Linked DNA regions of Mus musculus: region 2 is linked to region 1. A link is a contact called in public HiChIP or PLAC-seq data. All regions are on one chromosome and are shown on one strand. Each heading gives the region's core, a stretch centred on a gene start, on an enhancer-like site or on the middle of the called end of the contact. The rest is flanking DNA. Distances are from core to core; before and after follow the strand shown. Region 1 holds the start of Gm5544 (predicted gene 5544). Region 2 overlaps Notch2 (notch 2).

What was found. HiChIP or PLAC-seq counts read pairs in DNA pulled down with a chosen protein or histone mark.
Region 2: an H3K27ac HiChIP or PLAC-seq map of the HPC-7 cell line shows a contact between it and region 1, with 11 times the contacts expected there. The contact joins two enhancer-like sites. A contact is called at or near these places in 2 of 39 promoter capture datasets (macrophages and neural stem cells), 24 of 484 Hi-C or Micro-C datasets (the AML12 cell line, the G1E-ER4 cell line, LSK cells and 17 more), 17 of 115 datasets of contacts at active chromatin or transcription factors (CD8 T cells, the HPC-7 cell line, the NIH/3T3 cell line and 12 more) and 2 of 9 other capture datasets (bone marrow-derived macrophages and embryonic tail).

What each region holds. Positions count from the first base shown.
Region 1 is chr3:97,929,633-97,934,796 of GRCm38.p6, forward strand. It overlaps Gm5544 (predicted gene 5544), which reads left to right and starts at 541. Exons shown (of 2, transcript NM_001033779.2): 1 at 541-718. Within about 2 kb of position 3,814, at least 135 of the 459 cell types and tissues checked have an H3K27ac peak or open chromatin away from gene starts, as enhancers often do. A contact at or near this core is called in CD8 T cells, the HPC-7 cell line, LSK cells and 8 more, where this site is marked.
Region 2 is chr3:98,060,829-98,066,448 of GRCm38.p6, forward strand. The region is part of intron 2 of Notch2 (notch 2); the gene reads left to right. Among named protein-coding and RNA genes, the nearest start is that of Gm40103, 38 kb to the left of the region's middle. Within about 2 kb of position 2,748, at least 197 of the 459 cell types and tissues checked have an H3K27ac peak or open chromatin away from gene starts, as enhancers often do. A contact at or near this core is called in CD8 T cells, the HPC-7 cell line, LSK cells and 8 more, where this site is marked.

The sequences.
Region 1 (5,164 bases), core at 2,564-5,063:
TCACCACCACCACCCCCACACCCCAGCACCACTGCCCCACCCCACACCCCAGTTCCACTTTTTTTTCACAGTGTTGGAGATCCAGTCCAGGGTTCTGTGTATCCCGGGCAAGCACTCTAACACCACGCCCTACCCAAGTTTTTTAGATATAACTTAACACTTAGTTCTGCTTGTTTTTAATTTCATTTGGGGTTTTCTGAGACAGGGTCTCACTTGGTAACACTGGCCATCCTGGACCTCCTTATGTAGACCAGGCTGGCTCCCTATGTAGACCAGGCTGGCTGCCTCTGCCTTCTGATTGCTGGCTTTAAAAGCATCTGCCCCATGCCTGGTTGAGTTTTTAAATTTAAAAATTTTTGTAGGACATTGAGGTGCTCAGCCCTGATGCCTCCTGAGTCCAAAGGATAATTCCCAGTCATATATGCACATACTGGTGCTGTAATGGTATCTCTGTCCTACAGAGAAATTAACTTAAAAATATTCTTGTGTTTTTATCAGTCGCCTTGAGTAACATAAGCAACAGACATTCGAACTGTTCTCAGTAGTGTAAAATTGACTTTCACAGAAATGCTGTCATTTGATCTTCACTGGGGCCCTATGGGCTGCTTTTTTCCTGTTTTATAGATAAATTTTCTCATCTATTCTCAGAATAGTTGCTCTCTGTTTGAGGGGAAAAAACGTTCAGGGAGAAGCGTCATATGTCAAGAGGACCCGAGGGGTGAGTAATTTCCCTCTCCTAATAAGTACCATAAGAGCCGATTTTGAGCGCGATGTTTTTCTGCTGGCTGTTTTGAGACAGGATAGGAAGGCTATCAGGCAGCTCTTTGATTCCTTCTGCCCTTGTCTGTTCATTTCTGGGTTTGCTCTTCTGAAAAATACTGCCCTGGTTTCCACTCCACCCCCAGGTCAGAATTTTCTTTCCATTTCGGATAAACCTCTTCCTGTTCTTGAGAATTGCATCCCATTCTTGGCGTAATCTAACCAACATCCTCATGCTGGCACCAGAGAGCATATAGGCCGTCACTGGCTGGCTGATGTTCTCCTGGGCTGGCTGATGTTCTCCTGGGCATGGAATAAGTCGCCCGATCCCTAACCTCAACTCTCTTTGGCTCTCCTCAGGCTTTGTTTATTCATAGCTACCTTTCACCCACACCCCCTCCACCCCAGTTGGGGTTAGTGTGAAAGGGAGTCGGATGAGCTAATGAGCTGTGTTTTTTCGCTGTTTCTAATGGCGCTTGTCTTCTGTAATGGCATTGCCTCACAGCAGATTCAGAGCGCTTTCCCTAGGAATGGTGAGGACACCACCTTACCTGGATGGTGAAATCCAGCGAACACATCAGCCTTTATCTTTCCTCTGGGCAGCGTTGGATGCTGATGACCACATCTGCCTTGACGCACTCACTGTTTTCCTTTGATTTCCATGCACTGCTTTGCTTTGCTTTGCTTTGTTTTTGTTGTTTTCCACCTTAGCCATGGCTCATCCGCATCCTTTGCAAGTTTCTCTTCCCTTATAAGCTCCTGCAGTGTTGCTGCTAGAGATCCTGTACTGTACCAGCCGTTTTACTTCATATCTTCAAGGGAAGTCTAGCCCTCCCATAGCACTATGAGATCTATATATCAATAGTAGCTTCCCCAGAATTCCACATCTATATATTCAGTTTCCACACAGAACCCCACTTGGGAATTCTGAAACCTTATTAGCCAACTCACTCCCCCAAAGCTATTCTTCCTGTAGTGCTTGTCACCCCAGTATATGCTATATGCCAGCTTACCTAGTAGCCTGGGACTCACCCTTGATTACTCTCCAAATCCCATCAGCACCACATTCAGTAAGACATCCTCCTTGAGCACCCACATCTCCCACTGTTGCCGTCGCCATCTGGTCTGTGTGTGCACTGTCTGCACGCACTTGGGGTTCTACCTTCTGTCAGCCTCTTGCCTGCTGTTTTTCTCTGCTTGCTTTCTATCGGCCATCAAGATGTCGTTCCCATAACTGATAAATCCATGTCTTGTTTATAGCCCTTTGGCTTTAAAGTGACCTCTAGATCTTGTCTGAGGTTAACAGCTCATAGCTCTTCAGCAGCAGGGCTGTGCCACAGCCAGACTACACCCTGCTTCCTCTTCTAGATCTCCACAAATGCACTTTCCTTTCCCTGACACATTCTACCGCAGGGCCTCAAATGTATCCAGACTGAGTTCTAACCTCACAATGGCATTGATCTGGATCAGAACTGAACCTGGACGCTGAATTTTTAAATAACTCTATGTTAAGATCATAATTTAAACTGGGTATGTTGATATATGCCAGTAAGTCCAGTCGCTGAGAGGCAGGGGTTTTGCTGGATTGCAGCTAACATAAGCAAATCTTGACTCAAAAAAGGAAAAGGAAAGGAACCCCCCACTATAATGCACATGAACATGTATTTAACCAGGTTCACTCGGGATTGATGTTAGCACAGCTGAATGCAGCCAGGGAGGAGGTGACTTTGAAGTACACTCGAAGGCATCCTTGTTCCTCAGCACGGCATTTTATCTTGGGAATTGTTCTTCTTTCCAGCTAGCTTCTACCCCTCTGCTTACCTCCCTACCCTCACCCCTGTCGTCCCACACTTAGCCCTACATGGATCCAGTTTGCATGCTGTGGTAGCTGCTGTGAGGCTGCGGTTTATTAGGCTCAGACTGCAACAGGAAGGCATTGAATCGAAAGCAGAGGGGAGGAAGCACAAACCGATACCCACCACAAAGCTGCTGAGTGCCCGGCGTGACCCAAGACGCACCCTCTGGTGAGGGAGCAAGAAGCCACAGGGTTTAATAAATCATCACCTTCATCTACTTCCCTCACAGCCTTCCTGGGTCACCGCAGCATAGAGACAAAAAGCCACTGGTGGGGGGCAGGGGGGGCGGAGAAATGGCGACATGGTTAAGATCACTGACTGCTCTTGCAGTCCACATAGTGGTACACAACCATCTGTAATGTGTGTGTGTGTGTGTGTGAGAGAGAGAGAGAGAGAGAGAGAGAGAGAGAGAGAGAGAGAGAGACCCTTATACACATAAAATAATTTTTTTTAAAAAGAAAAGGCACCAGAGATATAGAGACTAAGGGAAGGTTTCAGAAGCAAATGGCTGTGGACCAACTATTCATTGCTAATGCCTTATTCTAGCCCAGCTCTGAGTTCAGGCCAGCCCCGAGGATGAAAATCTGGGGAGGGTATTGGTTAATCGCTCTCAGCCTGTGCTGATTCCCACGTCCTTGGTAAACCTTCGCTGTCTGTCTACCTGAAACGCTGTTTGTAGTGATGCAGACTCTTTGTATCTATCGGGTTTCCTGACTAACGGGAACTCCCATGTTCCATGTGCGTGCTATACCCTGTGTCCTAGGTGAGAACGCTTATTTCCCGGTCCCTCCTTCAGTGGGGAGAGAAGAGAAATGGGAGGATCAAAAACATTTTGCGTCTGATTTTACCACAGCCTACCTATGTGTATTTCTTCCCCTTACTATCAAAAGTGATAATCCCAAAGCCTGGAGTATATGGCAGGGCGTGAAAGGTATGGAATGCATACTTTAAGCACCAGGAAGGCTGGGAAATCCCCAGGGTGCACAGCACAGCGTCTTAGAATTCACCTCCCTGGCTACCTCAGAATCCGGGAGGGGAGAGCCGGCCCCTGCTTTTGAAGAGTCAGAACTCAGAGAATCTTTCCTCCACCTTCTCAGTGTGGAGGAAAGGATGCTTTGCTTGGCTAGAAGTAGGCTCTTGGGTCTTCACAGGGTGCCAAGCTCACACTTCAGAGAACAGAACAGGAAGTGCTGTTCACGCAGCTGGGAGGAGGGCTTGCTTGAGCCTGAGCCTGTTAAGTTCCCCTCTCACCCTTTGACCCAACCAGGGCTGACTGGAGGCTCACTGGGGAAGAGATGAGATGTGCCCTGGGGTCTCGCTCGTCCCTTAGCTCAAAGCATGTTTAGCTTTCGGCTTCTGACCCAGCTCTGCCAAGACCCAGCTCAATGCTGAAACTAAAATGGAGGCATCTGGGACATAACATAGTGGGAGGTCAGGGAGACGTTTTTTGGAGAAATGGGTTTCCTTTTCTGGCATTAGCGTCTTTACAAGTGGTAGAGGTGTCTTGGCTTTAGCAACTTTGACAGCAGTGAGTTAGAAAGGCTCTAATAAGTGAAAGAATGGAGTCTGTAGTCAGGGAAATGTTTGAAATTCCCTTTCCCTTCCTCTTGCTTCCCAACCTCCCTCCTTCTCTCTCCTTATTCCTCATGGCTCTCTTCCTGTCTTCCCACCTTCCTTCCCACCTTCTTCAGGGAAGAGGGGACTGGGACTGGGAGGCACCAATTCAGCAAGCCTCAGTCTGGGCGTGTGCCTAGGGTTTACCCGCATGCTGCAATAGTCGAGTACATCCCTCAGGCGATGTGTAAGAATCATGAGTGCTTCCTCCAAACTGCAGTAGCTGGGTGACTGTATCTGTCACAGATTATGACCAGATGAGTCCATTACGTTCTTCTTTTTTTTTTCTTTTTAAAGATTTATTTATTTATTTATTTATTTATTTAGTATATGTAAGTACACTGTAGCTGTCTTCAGACATTCCAGAAGAGGGAGTCAGATCTCATTACAAATGGTTATGAGCCACCATGTGGTTGCTGGGATTTGAACTCTTCAGAAGAGCAGTCAGTGTTCTTAACCTCTGAGCCATCTCTCCAGCCCCCCATTGCAATCTTTAGAAAAGAAAAATTCATATGGGAACAGAGAATTCCTGGGCTGCTCACGGAGGCAAGGGCTTGGGTGCTGTGCATGAACAATAAAGAATAGATTTCAGTGTTAGTTTTTTAAAGATTTGTTTGGTGTGTGTGTGTGTGTGTGCGTGCATGAGTTGCCAGTAGAGGCCAGAAGAGGGTATTGGATCCACTGGGACTGGTATTACAGGCAGCTATCATCCATCTGATATGAATGCTTGGAACAGAACCCAGGTCCTCTGTAAAAACAGCAGGTATGGAGTTGGAGTGGTGGCTCAGTGGTTAAAAGCACTGTCTGCTCTTCCAAAGCAGCAGGGTTCAATTCCCAGTACTCACATGGCAGCTCAAACTGTCTGTAAGTCCAGTTCCAAGGGATCTGACACTCTCACGCCAGTGCATTTCAAATTAAAAAAAAAAAAAAAAAAA
Region 2 (5,620 bases), core at 1,498-3,997, 130 kb after region 1:
AAAATGTGATTTAAAGAAATCTATTCCATATGGGGTAGGGCAGCTTTGAATAGCCTTGGGTTTATGAAGGTTAAGAGGTAGGTGCTTTGTGTATCAAGAATCTTAATTAGCTTAAAGATCCTTTAGGTAAACAGCTCAACCCAGTGGTTCCCAAACTTCCAGTGTAATTGAAGTCTGGAGCCTTTAAGTTGTAAAGATTATGTGGACCCTTGCATCTTGCCCTTTGGCATCCGTTAAGAATTTGAACAGCTGAATGGCTTCCATATGCTAGTCACTGTGTTTGGCACATAGGGTATAGTAGAGAATAACTCTTGTCTATTAGAGAAGATAAATAATTGTAGTAAAGGTTAATGCACTGTGTCAGATTTATGGGAACATAAAGTGGGGATGTCCCTTCCAAACCTTCTCTTTCCCTTTCTCTCCTCCCTCTTCCCCTTTCTTCTCCTTCCTGTATCTTCCCCTCCTCTCCTTCTTTTGGGGGTGGGGACAGGGTCTTATTGCCTGAGCCTCTCGAGTGTGCTTACAGGCAGCATGAGGCTGCCAGCAGGAAATAACGTTTAGGCAGAGGCTTGGAGGAATTTTAGGGCATGGTTGTGACAGAGGGTGGAGAGAGTGGGGGCTTTGTGACTGACGTGTGCACAGGTCTGGCAGGAGGCGTGTTGGATTGTAGCATGTTCTTTGAGCTGGAGGAAGCTGAGCACAGAGAACGTACAGTGCATGAAGAAAAGCTACATTGAAACCGTTGTTTCAACACAATGCACCAGGTCAAAGTCTACAAGGAATTCAGGCATCTTCCCAGGGCTTGGGAATGATGCACAGTGCAGGAGCAAGGTCTGCCTCCATCAGCAGTAATATGGAAGTCACCCAGATAGACCGTTAGGTTAATCGTAACAGCATCTTATATACATTCAAATGTGGACCAGATAGAACTTAGTGGTGTAAGGAGTGCTTGTCAGGATTACAGCCCCTGGCATGCTGCTGCAACACAACACTTAGAGCACGCATCTCCTTCTCTCAGACAGTTTGTCTGTTATGGTGAAGGGTGTGATAAGAGCCGCTCTGTGATGTTTTAGTCACATTCTAATATTTTTCAGGGTTCAGGGCACATGGTAAAGGACTGATTATTTCTTCTGCTACATCAAGGACACAAGCCTCAGCACTGTCTGTGTGTCCCGGTTCCATCATTCAAGGCTGCTGAAGAGCCTGGGCACTCCGCTTGTTCTCAGAGCTCTGATGAATGCGCTGAGACTCTCTGCTGGAAGATAAGGGCGCTCACGACATTCCATTGTAAATAAAGCATGTGTTCCCATCTCCTCACTCCTTATACCAGCCTCCTACAGAGGGTCGAGTTGCTGTGAATGAGTGGGTCTGAGGTCGTGCCTCTTCAGCCTCTTCAGTCTGGATGTGTTAGCATCAGTGTGCTTGTTGCTTTATTCAGATGAGGGGGTGGAAAAACCTGAGCACCTGTGAACCAAGCGAGGTGGGGCTCCAGAAGACGAGCCCTGGCCTCCCGGCTCCCATGTCGGTTTTTTCCTGTGGGAAACTTTTAATTTGGAAGCATTCAGCTAATGTGGGAATCAAGATTAACATTTTCTGAAATACTTGTACAAGAAAGGCAGAAACGTGCTGTCCAGGAAGCAGATTTACATAGTAGAAAAAAATGCCTGCCTTGCAGGGTTTGGTAGTCTTTGTGTGTCAGATGTGAGTGTGTGTGTGTGTGTGTGTGAGAGAGAGAGAGAGAGAGAGAGAGAGAGAATGTGTGTGTGAGAGAGAGTGTGTGTCTCTCTGTGTGTGTGTGTGTGTGTGTGTGTGTGTGTGTGAGAGAGAGAGAGAGAAAGAGAGAGAGAGAGAGTGTGTGTGTGTCTGTGTGTAGGGTTGATTATATACAGGTCTTTGTTTCCTTTACATCAAACCAAGAAGGCCCTAGAAAGCATGTTTTACCACAAACAGCCTGTTTGGGGCTCCACTCTGCACACCAGCGCTTCCCCTTCTTACTAAGGAAGGTGTACTGTTTCTTTCTCTGGTTTTCTTTATTTCCCTTTCATTTCTGGAAGTAGCAGTGGGGAATGAGTGGGAGTGGGAACATGGGAAGATGCATGTGATATGATATGCAGCTTCCATTTTCTCTAATTACTAGGATGTTAACTAAGTCTGTGCTTAAAACAAAACAAAACAAACAAAAAACAAACCACAGCAACAACAAAACAGTCAGCAGTGAGCACAACCCATTTAGTTTCTTTTGCATAGAGTCACAGAGTTAAGAGGCTGAAGGTCTAGTGAGATGTGGGGCTGAAGTTCTTGAAATGAGGGCCATGTCAGGTTGCCCAGTGGCCTGGGCTATTGAGTACAGCAGGGGCATTTTAGGCTGGAGTCTGAATGCTTTGGGGCATCTAGATGTTTTCAGCCTGGCTTTGGGAAAGTTAAAAGGGAACTTTCACTGGTTACGCTAGCTTCGCCTGTTAGCAATTAATTTTATCTACTTTAACAGGGGAACAGGAACAGGGTAGGGGTGGGTGGCGGTGGCAGGAAACCTGGCTGGCATCATGGTCACAGGAAAGAACAGACTGATTTGGGGCCCTTCAAACTGTAGACCTTTGTTACTGACCAGTGTTTAATTTGGTTTGTGGGTTCTGTTAGCTCCCACCCCATTCACCTTAATGGCTGTCTCCGTCCTGGGCTCAGCAGAGGCTGGCTGCTGCTGTAGAGTGGAGGGCTGAGAGGCCCAGGGCAAGAAGAAAGTGGGCTGAAAGCTGCGTTCTGTTTAAAGAATTTTCTGCTGGAAACCAGCCCAGAGGGAGTCAAGAGGAGCTTTAATGAGGAGCAGCTGCGCTGCGATCAGCCCACAGGAGACATTTTCCCTCCATCCCACATTCTGCACAGGTTTTGAAAACTCAGGATTTTGAAATTGCTGTTGTGTGAAGAATGCCCCTCCCTCTTGCGTGTGGTGGGGCTTTTCTTTGTTGTTGTTTTTAATGACCAGATCCTCACCAAAAGTAAAAATAAAACTCCTAAAAACAAAACCAAAAGGGTTGCAGTAGAGCCTGGGCACAATTTGGGCTCACCCTGCTGCTGAACATTTGGTGGGGAAAGTGGGGGAGCAAGCCCTGGGGTTTAGTTGGAAGAGACGTTGTTTCCTTCTCAGACTTCACCCGTGTTGGAGCTGACAGAGCCTCTCACTGCTCTTGGCGTTTCTCTCGATGGGTGGCTATTCACGTGGGAAAGTTTTCTGCCCTGTATTACTGGGGAGACAGCTATTGCAGATAGACTATAGGTGGGAACTGCCATTCACGTCCCTGCCTCATGTCAAGAATGCAGGCCTGTGAGAGGCAGGGGCTGTTTCAGCGAGGGGGGCTGTACTGGAATCCTTTCGGATGGAATCTTTTCTACTGCGTTTCTCTCTTTCCTGCCTTCACCCTGTTCCACCATGTGCATGTGAAATGAACAGTAGGTTCTTTTGTGTCATCAACAGTAGACTTTTAAGAACTAGGTAATGGATGTAGCCGTGGGGACCAGGCAGCAAGCACCTGCCTGTGTCTGTGGCCTTGCCTGCTGTGCTCATCTCTAAGGACAGAATAAGACCCGTGGCTGCCTGGTTCTGCTGTCTTTTACTTAGCATAATATTTCCAGTGTTGTAGGATGTGACAGGAGTCTATCTCTTTTCACAGACAAATAATATTTTATTGTGTGGATATAATGGCTTTTATTTCTCTACTCATCAGATGGTGGGCATTCGGGCTATTTCTACCTTCAGCTATTATGAGTCATGCTGGCATGGACATATGGACGAACTTTTTTTTTTTTTAATGAAGAGTGCTAGTATGAACATATACTTTTAGTTACTGTGGTGTGTGTGTGGGGGGGTGGGGGGGGCAGAATTTTAGAGAAAGATGTATCTTATAATGGAAAGACCAAAGAATGTTAAAGCAGCAAGCCAGTAGTTTTACTTAAAAAGTACATTTGCTACATAGTGTTCTCAGTGCTGTGATGATGTGAAGACCCCAGGAGGGCAGGCACTCATACTGAGTCTGTGTCAAAGAGAGGGGGCCAGTGCTGTGCTCCCGAATCCATGGTGAGCCAGCTCTGCAGTCCAGGCGGCTGGTTCTGGGGCACAGGCTCAGCAGCACCAAGTGACCACTTAGTAATGGAAGTGTAGTCAACATAGTAAAGGCCTGCCACGGGCGTGTGTTGGTGCAAGCAGGGCCTGGTGATTGCCTCTTCGGAATATTTTAGAAATGCTTATGGCATTCGATAGAAATCACCTTAAGGTGCCTTAAGGTTCTGCTATTCAGGGATGCGTGGAGGTGGGAAAAGAGCCAGTAACAAGATGTCTGGCCTGAGGCTTTAAAGATGATCTGAATTGCTATCAAGAGGGAAACTGTGAACATGAGTGATAAGCGTTACAGGAATTCGGTTAACAAGACTTGTCAGACACAGCAATTATATATAACTTCAAGGGATTAAATAAAAGTCGAATTATGACCCCTAGAAAATTGGAAGAGCTGAAGTTTCATGGAAAAATGATGTTTTCCTAATGTTTGTCTTTAAGTCATTGGCAGGACATAGTATGATAGGTGAATGGTTTAGAAAGCTAAACTGGTGCCCTAGAGTGGTGTCCTTTGGCATCTTTTGTGTTTAAATCATTGTAAAATGACAAACATTAAATGTATAGTAGAGAGAAGAGCAGTGTGGCCCAGAGTTGAATTGAAAATGACCATGATGGAAGAGGAAAGAGGTAGACTAACTTTGCCAGGTCTTGTGAGAGACATGGTCACATTCCAGATGGTGCGGGAAGTGACCCGCACAGCTTCCAGTGGGAATGGGGACTCACTTATAGTGAGCAGAGAAGTGTCAGCTAAGCCTGACCAAGTCGGAACTCTCAGAAGGTGATCATGGAGCCTGCTGGGCTGCAGGCTGTGTTCTGAGAACTGCGGACGGTGTGGATGGAGAGAAAGAGGACTGTCTGCCCAGCGTCCGAGAAGCCTGTTTGTGCACAGGATGCCTCCATAGAAGGAAAGGGCAGAGGGACTTAGTTGAAAAGGTAAGTTAGAAGAGACCTGCATATATTTTAAGCTAAACACAAAGACACAGAGGAATGGTAAACTCAGGACATTTTAATTAGGAAATTGGATCTTCACCAATAAGAAAGTCTAGTTTCATATAAAGCGAGGTGGTTCTGCCCATGGGCTTTAGAGGCCTCTTTTTTTTGTTTGTTTCCATTTTATTTGATGTTTCCAAACGTAAAAAAGAAAGTCAAGATTCTTACAATTCTTACAACAGTTCGAATACAACCCTCTCAGATGAGACCATGCAAAGCAATTCTTGTACACATACCCTTTTCTCTCCTTCACCTTTGCTGCTTCATACGGTGTGACTGACAACTGGATGGCTTGTCCTTGGTGGGAAAATGCCATTTCTTTACACCACCACCCAACAATTTCTACTTTTCTGCAAGTCAATTTTTAACAAGTTACTTTGCTGTTTTCTTTTAAACATTAGGAGGCACATGGAACTGCTGTGTGTCATCCCAAGGATTCTGGAGAACCCTGACCCTGCACCTCGACTAAGGGCTTCATGTCCTTGCCAGCTTGCAGCTTCCCTCCGTCGTTACTCCTTATGCCCT